Regions from separate parts of the Triticum aestivum genome. Here region 1 is linked to region 2. Evidence: chromatin contacts called from public Hi-C data. All regions are on one chromosome and are shown on one strand. The core of a region is the stretch at or near the end of the contact, and the rest is flanking DNA. Distances in the headings are between cores, read along the strand shown. Region 1 holds the start of LOC123132455 (gibberellin receptor GID1). Region 2 holds the start of LOC123132446.

What was found. A called contact is a pair of places that touch in the nucleus more often than the background predicts.
Region 1: a contact with region 2 is called in a Hi-C map of leaf, with 4 times the contacts expected there. The contact joins the promoter of LOC123132455 here to the promoter of LOC123132446 in region 2. A contact is called at or near these places in 2 of 5 Hi-C or Micro-C datasets (both in leaf).

What each region holds. Positions count from the first base shown.
Region 1 is chr1B:472,805,326-472,810,538 of IWGSC CS RefSeq v2.1, reverse strand. It overlaps LOC123132455 (gibberellin receptor GID1), which reads right to left and starts at 3,760. Exons shown (of 2, transcript XM_044552250.1): 1 at 3,355-3,760; 2 at 846-2,730. The coding sequence starts at 3,393. The coding sequence ends at 1,702.
Region 2 is chr1B:471,957,207-471,962,419 of IWGSC CS RefSeq v2.1, reverse strand. It overlaps LOC123132446, which reads right to left and starts at 2,799. Exons shown (of 4, transcript XM_044552239.1): 1 at 2,515-2,799; 2 at 2,352-2,397; 3 at 1,284-1,364; 4 at 710-933. The coding sequence starts at 2,682. The coding sequence ends at 1,309. It overlaps LOC123132440 (peptide methionine sulfoxide reductase B5), which reads left to right. Exons shown (of 3, transcript XM_044552234.1): 2 at 1-78; 3 at 198-609. The coding sequence ends at 359.

The DNA of each region.
Region 1 (5,213 bases), core at 2,511-5,010, 850 kb before region 2:
CGCAACACTGCAACACAGATGTGGCTGTGCTGTTTTGCACACTGGCACGGCCACAGGGTAGCCGCCAGCTGCTTGGATCAAACGCCCGTGCTGGCTGCGGGGCATTGCTCCAGCCATTTGTCTCTCTCTGATCCTATATACCGTACGAGACGCCTTCTCCCGCACGGCTGAGCGCCCGAAATGGGTAGCTGCAGTACGCCATTGCCAAAGCACGCACGACCCTCCTGCGTGCAAGAATGACTTGCACGCACGCACTCGCTGCAGAATAATGTCACATTCACTCACACCAGCCACAGCCAGAGCCAGAGCCAGCACCAGCAGCAGCGTGATCAGATCACACCAGCTACTCCTCCTACCAAGGCAACAACCAGAAGCAAGCAAGGGAGAAATGACCCGGTCCGGTCCATTCGCGTTGCAACGGGGGCACGCAACGCAGTGCCCACCGGAACGGGACGCAACAGATCACTTTCCGATCGCCGACAGACCACCTCCTCCATACCTGGTTCCACCCAAGTACCCGCCACAGAATTAGGGTAGCTGCCCCAATTTCGCCTAGAGGCACGCAGGGACGACGCCACGTGGCGCGAGGAGCAATGGACAAAACGGCCATCATCATCACCTCAAACCAAAGCCCTACGACAAGAGTACCGTGCTACTCTGCATTAGTAGTATTTGAAAATCAAAGAAAGGGAAACAACCTTTCATATCCAACATAATTGGTTCGAAATGTTGGCATCGTCTTCTTTTACCAGTACCACATTCTTCACCGACACCCATGTGGAGGGGGAAAAAAACCCGGAATGGACGGATCAACCAAGCACACGCGTTACAGCACTCGCAGTCCAAAGTCCAAACATGTGTATACATAAGGATCATCAGAGTACAACAATCAAAAAGGGAGAGAAAGATACAAAAAAGTTGGAAGAGAATTTATACTGCTAGCCTAGACTACTACTGTCTGGACTGGACTAGAAGCATATATCACCACACAGGATAGATAGATACTACTAGATAGATAGATAGCCGTATTTTTCACATGCACGGATTGGACGAGAGTGAGCTGAGAGAGCACCATCCAATCCAATCCAATCCAACCCGTAGCCGACACAAGAAAGAAACTACCACATCAACAGCAACAAAAGACGGACACTCTCCCCGTTGATCGATCACTGTACACATAACGTTAGATAGATCTTCCCTCAAGGATAGATAATAAGCAGCGGCAGCAACAGAGGATGAAGGTGAAATAATATGCTCCTCTCCATCAACCAATGTCAAATGGTACATGCTGGAGCGAAGGCACTCTCTCTCTTGTCTTAACCCCAGGCAAACACATGGATGGATACAGATCAGAGAACCAAGGATCCCACCGACCGAGCCGATCGGCGGAACAATTAGTGGGACGACAATGGCTTCCCTCGCTCCGACGAGGACGAGCCATTGAGTTTTATCATCAGACAGACAGACGGACATGGGGATCCCCTTTGGAGTCTAGAGATCACTTGCCAGAAGCCATTGCCGGGCTCCAAGATGACATCCCCAAGCAGCAGCACCACCGGCAGCGGCGGTAGTATAAGAGATACTAGTATAAGTCAAGCTTACCATTTAGCTTCCTATAGGCAGTAGTACGTAGTACGTACGTATTTGATTGTGTCGGGACGGACGGCGGGCTTATCCACGACGACTGGGCTGGTGTATGTACTACAGGAGGTTAGCTCGGACGAACTCGGCGATCTCCTCCATCACCTCGTGGTAGTGGTCCGTGTTGGACAGCAGGTAGAAGCCGATGGTGGCCTTCTCGCGGTGCACCAGCTTCACGTCGTGGCCGTCCTCCCGGAGGCCCTCCGCGTAGCCCAGCTGCCGGTCGCAGGTGAGGTCCAGCCCCGACACGATGATGAGGCTCTTGGCGAACGGCAGGCCCTTGAGCCGCCGCCCGTTCGGCCCGAACGGGTTGCACGCCGGGTGGTCCCGGTCCGCGTCCTCCGGCAGGTACGCCTTCCAGTACCAGTCCCTGTCCTGGAGCGTGACGAAGTACTTGCCGTCCAGGCGCCGCTCCGACTCGGTGCGCTCGTTGCCGCCGAACATGGCGTTGAGCAGGATGTTGCCGTGTATCTTGATCCCCTCCTCCGCGGCGCGGACGGCCACGTGGTGCGCGATGTTGCCGCCGGAGCTGTCGCCGGCGAGGAACACGCGGAGCTGCGCGTCCTCGCCGCTCCGCAGGAACGGCTGGGCCTGGGCCCACTTGAGCGCGGTCCACCCGTCGTCGTACGCGCACGGGTACCGGTGCTCCGGGGCGCGTCGGTAGTTGACGGACACCACCACGCCCTTGCTCAGCTTCACCAACTGGCGGCAGAGGTTGTCGTAGATGGTTGTGCTGGACGCCGAGTGCGCGAAGCTGCCGCCGTGGAAGAAGATGATCACCGGGAGCGGGTCCGGGGACGGCGCCCCGCCGAGGAACTCGAGGATGGGCAGGGTGAGCGCGGCGGCGCCCTCGGCGGCGCCCGCTGCGTTGCCGGCGACGGCGCGGTAGATGCGCGCCTCGAGGCCGACGGACAAGTCGATGAAGTGGTCGAAGGAGGAGACGCCCTCGACCGGCCTGGGGTTGGCGGGCACCCGGCGGTCCATGTACTCGGCGAGGTCGCGCTCGAAGGTGCCGTCGGGGCGGCGGAGCATGTGGTACGACACCTTGAAGTTGGAGATGAGCACCCATGTGTGGAGCGGCACCACCGTCTGCACAGCACGACAAACCCAGCAGCAACAGTGTGAGAGCGAGACCACCAACGAAAAACACAATCAAACGTCTCAACGAAACGAAACGAAAGGAATCCTCCTATTTCTTTGCTGATTTGCGCACGGACAGGAGCGCAATGCGAGGCGCCATCTTTCGGTCGCGTCTTGCTAGAAAAGATGCAAGCTTTGGGCTGGCGCTCTGCGGCAAAGGCACGCGCGCACACACACGGCTGGCTGGATGGATGTGGATGAATGATTTGTTGCTTGTTGGGTAGCTGTGTTAGTATCGCCCGGGCACCCCCCTAAAACAACCGAGGCAGGCGAGAGGGGAATAAAATTGGGATTGAGCCCAAAGGGGAAACAAAGGCAGCGACGGACCGAGAGAGAAATTGCAGGCCCCAAATCCCCTCCCACCGTCTCAACTCAGCCGTAAAGCGGCGGGGCGTTGGCGGGGGCACGGCACAAATCGAGAATCGCGCGGGCGGCGGCGCCCACACGGAAGAAGAAGGCCCGAAAACGAGAACCCAAACACAAGCGCAAGGACGGAGGCCTGCACATGCGGCGCTAGTGCCCCGAAACAGGCGCGGGAAGCGCCAAACCAAGGAGGAGGACGGGCGGACGGACCTTGCACTCGTTGCGGTTGACCTCGTCGCTGCCGGCCATGTCGGCGGGCGGTGCCTCCTCTCGGTGTCGGCCCTCGGCTCTCAGCTGCTGCAGGCAGGAGCAAGATCTCCCCGGGGAACAAAGGATGGCGCTGGCTGCTTCGCTCACGGCATGGGGGCCTCCAAGAAGCGCGAGGTGGATCCCGCCCGCCGAGTCCTCCGGCAGGAGCCCAGCCGCCGGCGATCTCCTCCGGCTCCGAATCCCCCCTCCCTCCCTCCCTAGCGGGCACGAGAAGCCGGGCAAGCAGTCGCGCACAGTGGTGCGAGGGCGTACGAGGCTCGCCAAAGGTTCAGAGAGAGCGCGCGCGCTGGTGAGCTGTGGCGTGAAGCGCAGGGAGACGAGTAGGAAGGGGGAGAGGGGGGTGGGGAGGGGGGCAATGGAAATAGGGGACGGGGGAGGGGAGCGGACGGGGGAGACGACAAAACCGGGCGGCTCAAAAAGTAAAACTTGCGTGTGCGGGGCCCACCCCACTTGCCCCTAGCTCAGCTGCCAATATAGTTATTTTTTCCTCTCTCTCTCCTGGTCTGTTTGTTTTGTTTATTGTTTTGGACGGTCTCGGGGTTCTTGGATGGATGCATGGATGGCTGGTTACAATGGGCAAAAACATAAGCTAGTAACTTCACACTTCCTTAGACTATGTTACTACCTCATAGTGGGTAGGAATATCTATGTAGTGTCATGCAACGATGTATTTATTAGGTTATAGACTCATTGTTTCTTGAAGTATGTGATGTTCCGGTAATTTAGCTAGTTACCACAAGCACCTCTCTCTTCATTAAATATGTGTCACATAAGTAAAATTGTATTGGAGTGTGTGATGTTACTTCTAAGTTCCTCCCACTGTGACCAGCCTAAGCTGCCAATATAGTTATTTTTTCCTCTCTCTCCTGGTCTGTTTGTTTTATTTATTGTTTTGGACGGTCTCGGGGTGCTTGGATGCGCGAGAATTGAGAGTTCCTTTTGTCCTCTCTCTCTTTTGCGTTTTTGGCCGCTTTCTTTTAAACGCGGCACAAGAACTGGACGACGAACTGTTAGGTGCACCAAATCGTGGACGCATGTACATGTACGCGCGTACGTGGACGTCGCCTCGCGGTTTAGAAGGCATGAGAGAAAAGCCCAGGTTAGATTACTCACACTACTACGTTTCAGTGCTATAATAAGGTTTGATTAAGCAAAACCCTGACATTAGAGAAAAAACTGACAGGCCCAGCCTTGTCCTGTTCATTAGGCGCACGGCTAGCTGGCACGGACTTGGATTTTCCAAGCCCCGTTTGTGGCGTCTTGGCCCCGATCTAGCCCCGCTGCCGGCCTTGATGCGGCTACTTGGATTTTTCAACGGTTTTCCGGCTCTGTTTTTTTTTTTTTTTTTGCGGGAATCATTGAGCTTTATTCATTCAGTCTGAGCTCCAGCACGATCGGCCATGAGGCTGGTCACGAGTAAACCGGGGGTGAGTTCATCCAACAGTCAGACACACCTAGAGTGCTTGCATGTTTCGCACACAGGTGAGCTGACATATTAGACTGTCGCGTTACATGAATAATATCAAAGTAAGCAATTGAGGAGGCTAGCCCTCCAATTTCGAGAAGGATAGGCGCTATGAGAGAGCGCGAGAATTATCGCGAGTTCCAGAGCTGAACCAGCTCCAAGCAGTCAACCTCGAAGATCACCCGCGAAAAACCCCGGAGCTTGCCGCAGATGACACCATCTCGCAGGGCCTGAGCTTCTGCGATTAGTGGATCCGTGATGTTCTCATGTGGCTTGCTCCAGGCAGCAATGAAGTCGGAGGAGGTTCGTGCAACACCTCCCGCCCCGCTTCTGT
Region 2 (5,213 bases), core at 1,550-4,049:
AAATCATCTACGAAGTTCAACTCAGGGTGTGGTTGGCCAGCATTCTATGAAGGATTTCCTGGAGCCATAAAACGGACGGTACGATTCTCTCATCCATTCCCAGTGGTTTGACTAGGAACCGATGCCTTTCTTCTCCTCTATGCATTCCATGCCCTCATGCTGACGGCGGTGACATTTCTTCGCTTAATACTCTATAGGCGGATCCTGATGGGAGGCGCATTGAGATCACATGTGCTGCTTGTGAAGGACATCTGGGGCATGTGTTCAAAGGGGAGGGGTTCAACACGCCGACTGATGAGCGACACTGCGTCAACAGTATCTCACTCAAGTTCGTTCCGGCCTCTGAAGAGGCTAGTTGACTGAGCTGATGAACATCTATATGAGAAATGGAAACAAAACCTTTTGTGCAACCATCATAGTGACTACTGGATGTCAGAAACTCAGTACTTTGTCAATAATGCAAGCCCCAAGTACCGATGCTTGCTGCTAATATTGGCAGTATATACTGTTACATGTGTAAATTCTAGGTTTTGTTTTCCCTGTGGAAATTAATAGTGAGCTGTACATTTAAAAATAAAGCCGCCTGAAGAATGCAGCTGACGTTGTTTCCCTTTGTGCCCAACATATTATCTTAGTGATTATCCGCAATAAACCAGTTCCTGTGCAGCAATAATACTTTGATTCGCGTTAATAGTCTGTTTGGCAAATATATCAAAACTGCCGACATTTATTAGAAATGACAAGTAATATTTGAAACATCCAATCTAGTGCAGTAGTTGTTGCAAATAAAAGCAATATGATCGTCCATGCCTCGGTCAAAGCACACTACAATTTGTGATGTTGCAAATATTCTCCATCGACAACTGAGAACTCAACACGTTGTGCTTTTGTCTTCACGAAGATGATATGTGTGAGATGCCTTCAGCATGCAGCCTGAGATATGAAAGCAAATATACAGTTTCAGTTTGATGCCAACAGCAAAAGCAATAGCATAATATTTGGAAACAAAGTGCACTACTAGGTTTCATAAGCTTTACTCATGTACTCCCTCCATTCCTAAATATTTGTCTTTCTAGAGATTTCAACAAGTTGACCACATACGGAGCAAAGTGAGTGAATCTACACTCTAAAATTTGTCTATATACATCCGTATATGGTAGTCCATTTGAAATGTCTAAAAAGATAAATATTTAGGAACGGAGGGAGTACTAGATACGAAAGCAAATTCATCATGTTTATGCTTGACAATAATGTATATGTGGTTATGTAGTATGCTTATGTACCTGTACGAAGGTGCATGAAAGTATTTCATGTTTCCTGATTTTTGTTTCTGCTCGCCTCACATGCTTTCAAGGCTTGAACATCTGCATTTGACCGGAGGTGACAAAAAGGCTGGTTAGATCACATCTAAGAATTTGAAGTGATGACAACTTCAGTTTGTGAACGTTATTTAGTGTAGAAGATAACAGAAAAATATGTACGAATATAACCATCAAAGCAGGAACCTCCCTCTCTTCTTCCTTAAAAAAAGCTACATTTGTCCATTTATTTGAGCACCACATAAGGTACCTGAAATCGCAACATCTCCCCTTGGGTTGCCCCTTGAGTGAACATCACCTTATGGCAACAAATCTTCCATACACAATAAAACCACATGTGGCTGCAAGTTATTGTTACTAGTACCATTTCTATATAATCTCGAACATGATACGAGATGGGTTCTAAATTTAATCTTAATGCCTGATGCTGATGAACATGGGAGAAAGCCTCATGCATGATCAACTTCTTTTAAAAATTGAATGTAGGATGCCACACGTTATTGTCAAGCACAAACATGATGAATTTCAGCACATGTAGTCATATAACTGGCACCACACATGCCAGAAGACGTCGTTACTTCATGATTTATCTTGGATGGTTCTGGTTCTGGGTAGCATTTCAGCATTTCTTTATTTTTTTGAAAAGTGTTCAGCATTTCGTATGCTAGTACTGACCATAACAACGCTAAACTGGGCAATGTGATAGAGCAAGAGAAGGTATCAACATTTCTTCTATCCCATACAGCATTGCTTCTCTTCAAGATAGAACTTTATAAAATGAGGAATTATAAGGATTTCTGAATTCACATCTGTACTACATACAACAACCTTTACAGTTTTTGCTTCAAAGGTAGTTCAATCTGAATCTCGATCGTGATACTTAAAGCAGGTCCAGGTTTTGCCTAATTCCAAACCATTGGACAGCAAACTTAGCCCCAGAAGCAGGGTGGGTAGCAACCTCAGTAAGCCGCAACGGGATTGGCATCTACGAGGAAGAAAAGACGAGGGGGGAAAATCTGCGGCGGTGCTTACGTGCTTGGCAGGCCTTCCAGTTGCGGTCGGACTCGGCGAGGCAGTCCTGCAAACAAGCCAGGGAAGAGCCGAATCAAAGGTATGATGGAGCAAAGAAGAGATTCGGGTGCCGCAGCAGAAATCAGGAAAGGGGGGAGAAGGCGAGGGGGGGTCAGGGCGGTGCCTGGAGGGAGAGGTAGAGGGCGGCGCACTCGTTGAGCTGCTTCACGCTCTCGTCGTCCTCGTCCGCGTCCATCGCGTGGAGAGGGGCCGGCGGCACAGCAGGAGGAGGAGGTGGTGGCGGTGGCGCCGCCGCCGCCGCTTCCCTGGCGTTGCTCGAGGAAGAACCCATTCGAACCAGGTTTCGGCAGTTGGTTTGGTGCCACCTTCGACCAGTCGCCGCGTGAAGTCGGTCGGTCGGCTTTGAGTCTCCCGGTCATGGCAAAGGGCAACTCTGTTTGCGTGCTCGGCTTCCGTTGCCTCGAAAGCGTAAACATTGTTTGATTTGTGCAATGTAAGAATACGCTTCCGTGGATTCCTCTACACATACAACCCCTATTAAAGGGAAACGCTATAAATCACCCGACGGATCATAGTCCCGCGTCAACCGCCTTCTCTCCATGCCACGTGCCCCATGGCCACCACTACGATACAGTTCAACTAACGGATTATCATGCTCGCATCCGCCGCCTTGGTTGCACACCACGCGTCCTATGTGACATGGTGGACCTGGCTCCCCACAATCTCTTATTTCTGCAACAAGGCTTCTGTTGCAAAAAAAAAAACAAGACCTCTGTTACAAAATAATTAAATTGCAGCAAGACCTCTGTTGCAAAAAAAAGTTATACAAAAGCTCTAATGCAAAAAAAATGGGCAGTGCTACACGTCCGCCAGGTGATAAACTGGTTAGATCAGCCGCCTCGGCAGCCGTCGAATGCTGCTAGAAATAGTCATCTGATCTACCGTCCCAGCCAACCAAGGACCTTTGCAACAACTAGCTTGCTGCGCTCAGGGGCTTTGCAACAAGGCCTGCTAAGGTCCACCGAGACAACACGGCCCCGCCATGGCCTGAGCGCCTCGGCTGTGGAGCGCCGCCGACCGCCGGAGTTGCCGCGCCTCCTTTGACCCAGCACCCCGAGCAACTGCCTCTACTCCAGCACGACGGCGACGAGCTCTCACACCGGGCACTCCTCTGGTGATTTCTGCAACTAGAGCTATGTTTCCGAAACAGTCATCATGTTGCAATGATTGGCCTTGTATGCTCTAATACCGGGCGTTCCTCCGACGCTTTCTGCAACTAGGGATATGCTTCTGAAACAAGAGCCATGTTGCAGAAGAAAAAATCTTCACCATCGAACCATTTTTTTCTTTCTGAAACAAGACCTCTGTTGCAGAAACTTTCAAAAACTAGACCCTGTTGCTGAAAAAAACTTCACCATCGAACCATTTTTTTTTCTGAAACAAGACCTCTATTGTAGAAACCTTCTGAAACAATACGCTTGTTGCAAAAACACTGGTTGCACGGGACTGGTGGCCAGCATGAGCGCTTAATCAAAATCGATCTGACGGCTGCGCAGGCGGCGGGCGCTCCGTGTGCATCAGTCGACTGAGGGATAGCATTTTCCAAAAAAAATATTGCAAGATGACCTATGTTTTGCAAAAAAAAACTATAATAAGGCGTCTGTTGCAAAAAAAGCAATCTGCAACTTGACCTATGTTTGCAAAAATTTCTGCAACATGACTTGTGTTGCAGAAAATTACCACAACACGAGGTTTGTTACAATGGTAGAGGGTGACCCTCAGCCGCTCACTCCACTCGATCTAACGTCTCGTGAGACGGCGAATCTTTTAAAAAGATCTGCTAAAAATTGTAAAGAAATGATCTACTTGACCTATTGGAAATGGGCATAGCTCTACTCTAAGATTATCTTGCCTCTTCTTGACATAATTCGGCAAAACTCATGCTTGTATTAGGAAAAAGAAGAATTGAATTGAGAACCGAATGTGTGGCCTCTACCCTCATATGAGGTTAAGGGCATTTTTGCTGCATATACTAAGTTTTTCCAATCCTAGCCGTCGTTGCCTCGGCCCCCTCCTTTTGTCCTATCCGGCGGCCTCGTTGGCGGTAAGAGGAGTGGGAACCCGCCTATTTCATTTGTCTTTCTCTTAGGTTCTATTTCCCTAGCGGTGTTGATGAGGTGGTGGCAATGATGGCATGTTTGAATAAGGTCTCTCTGGTCTCTCCTACCTCGATGATGTCCGATCCGACGCCGATGAAGGGTTTGTGAGAGTTTGTGTCATCATATCTGTTAGTTCTCCTCGGATCTTAATAGTTGGTATTTCTACCAAGGATAGCAATTGGTTGGCTATTGGTGCGACACCCTTCAACATCTTCTTCTGTGTTGTTCTGTCCTTACATTATCGAGGAAGTCTATAGTTCCGGTGCCATCAAAATCAACAACGCCGAAGGCACAGGTCAGAGGGTGGTAAATGGTCAAAGAATCAAACATTATATCTCAGGTACTCCCATAAATGTTGAAACCAATATAATTGACACCGTAACACCAGAGGAGTATATAAGGGACACTTTCCAGAACGTTTCAGACTCCGAAAAGGAATAGGTATGCGGTACGGTAAGTAAACCGACTCCAAAACTGTTCTAATAGCAATTTTTCTCTGTTTTGGAATATTTCAAAAATTAGGAAAATTAAAAGCAGTCCGAAAGAGACACGAGGCAACCACGAGGGTGGAGGGCGCGCCCCTACCTCGTGGCCACCTCGTGTGCCCTCCAGACTCCGTTTTCTTGCACAATACTTCTTTTGGTAGGTAAAAATTCATTATATAATATCCCGAAGGTTTTGACCACCGTACCACGAGAAAATC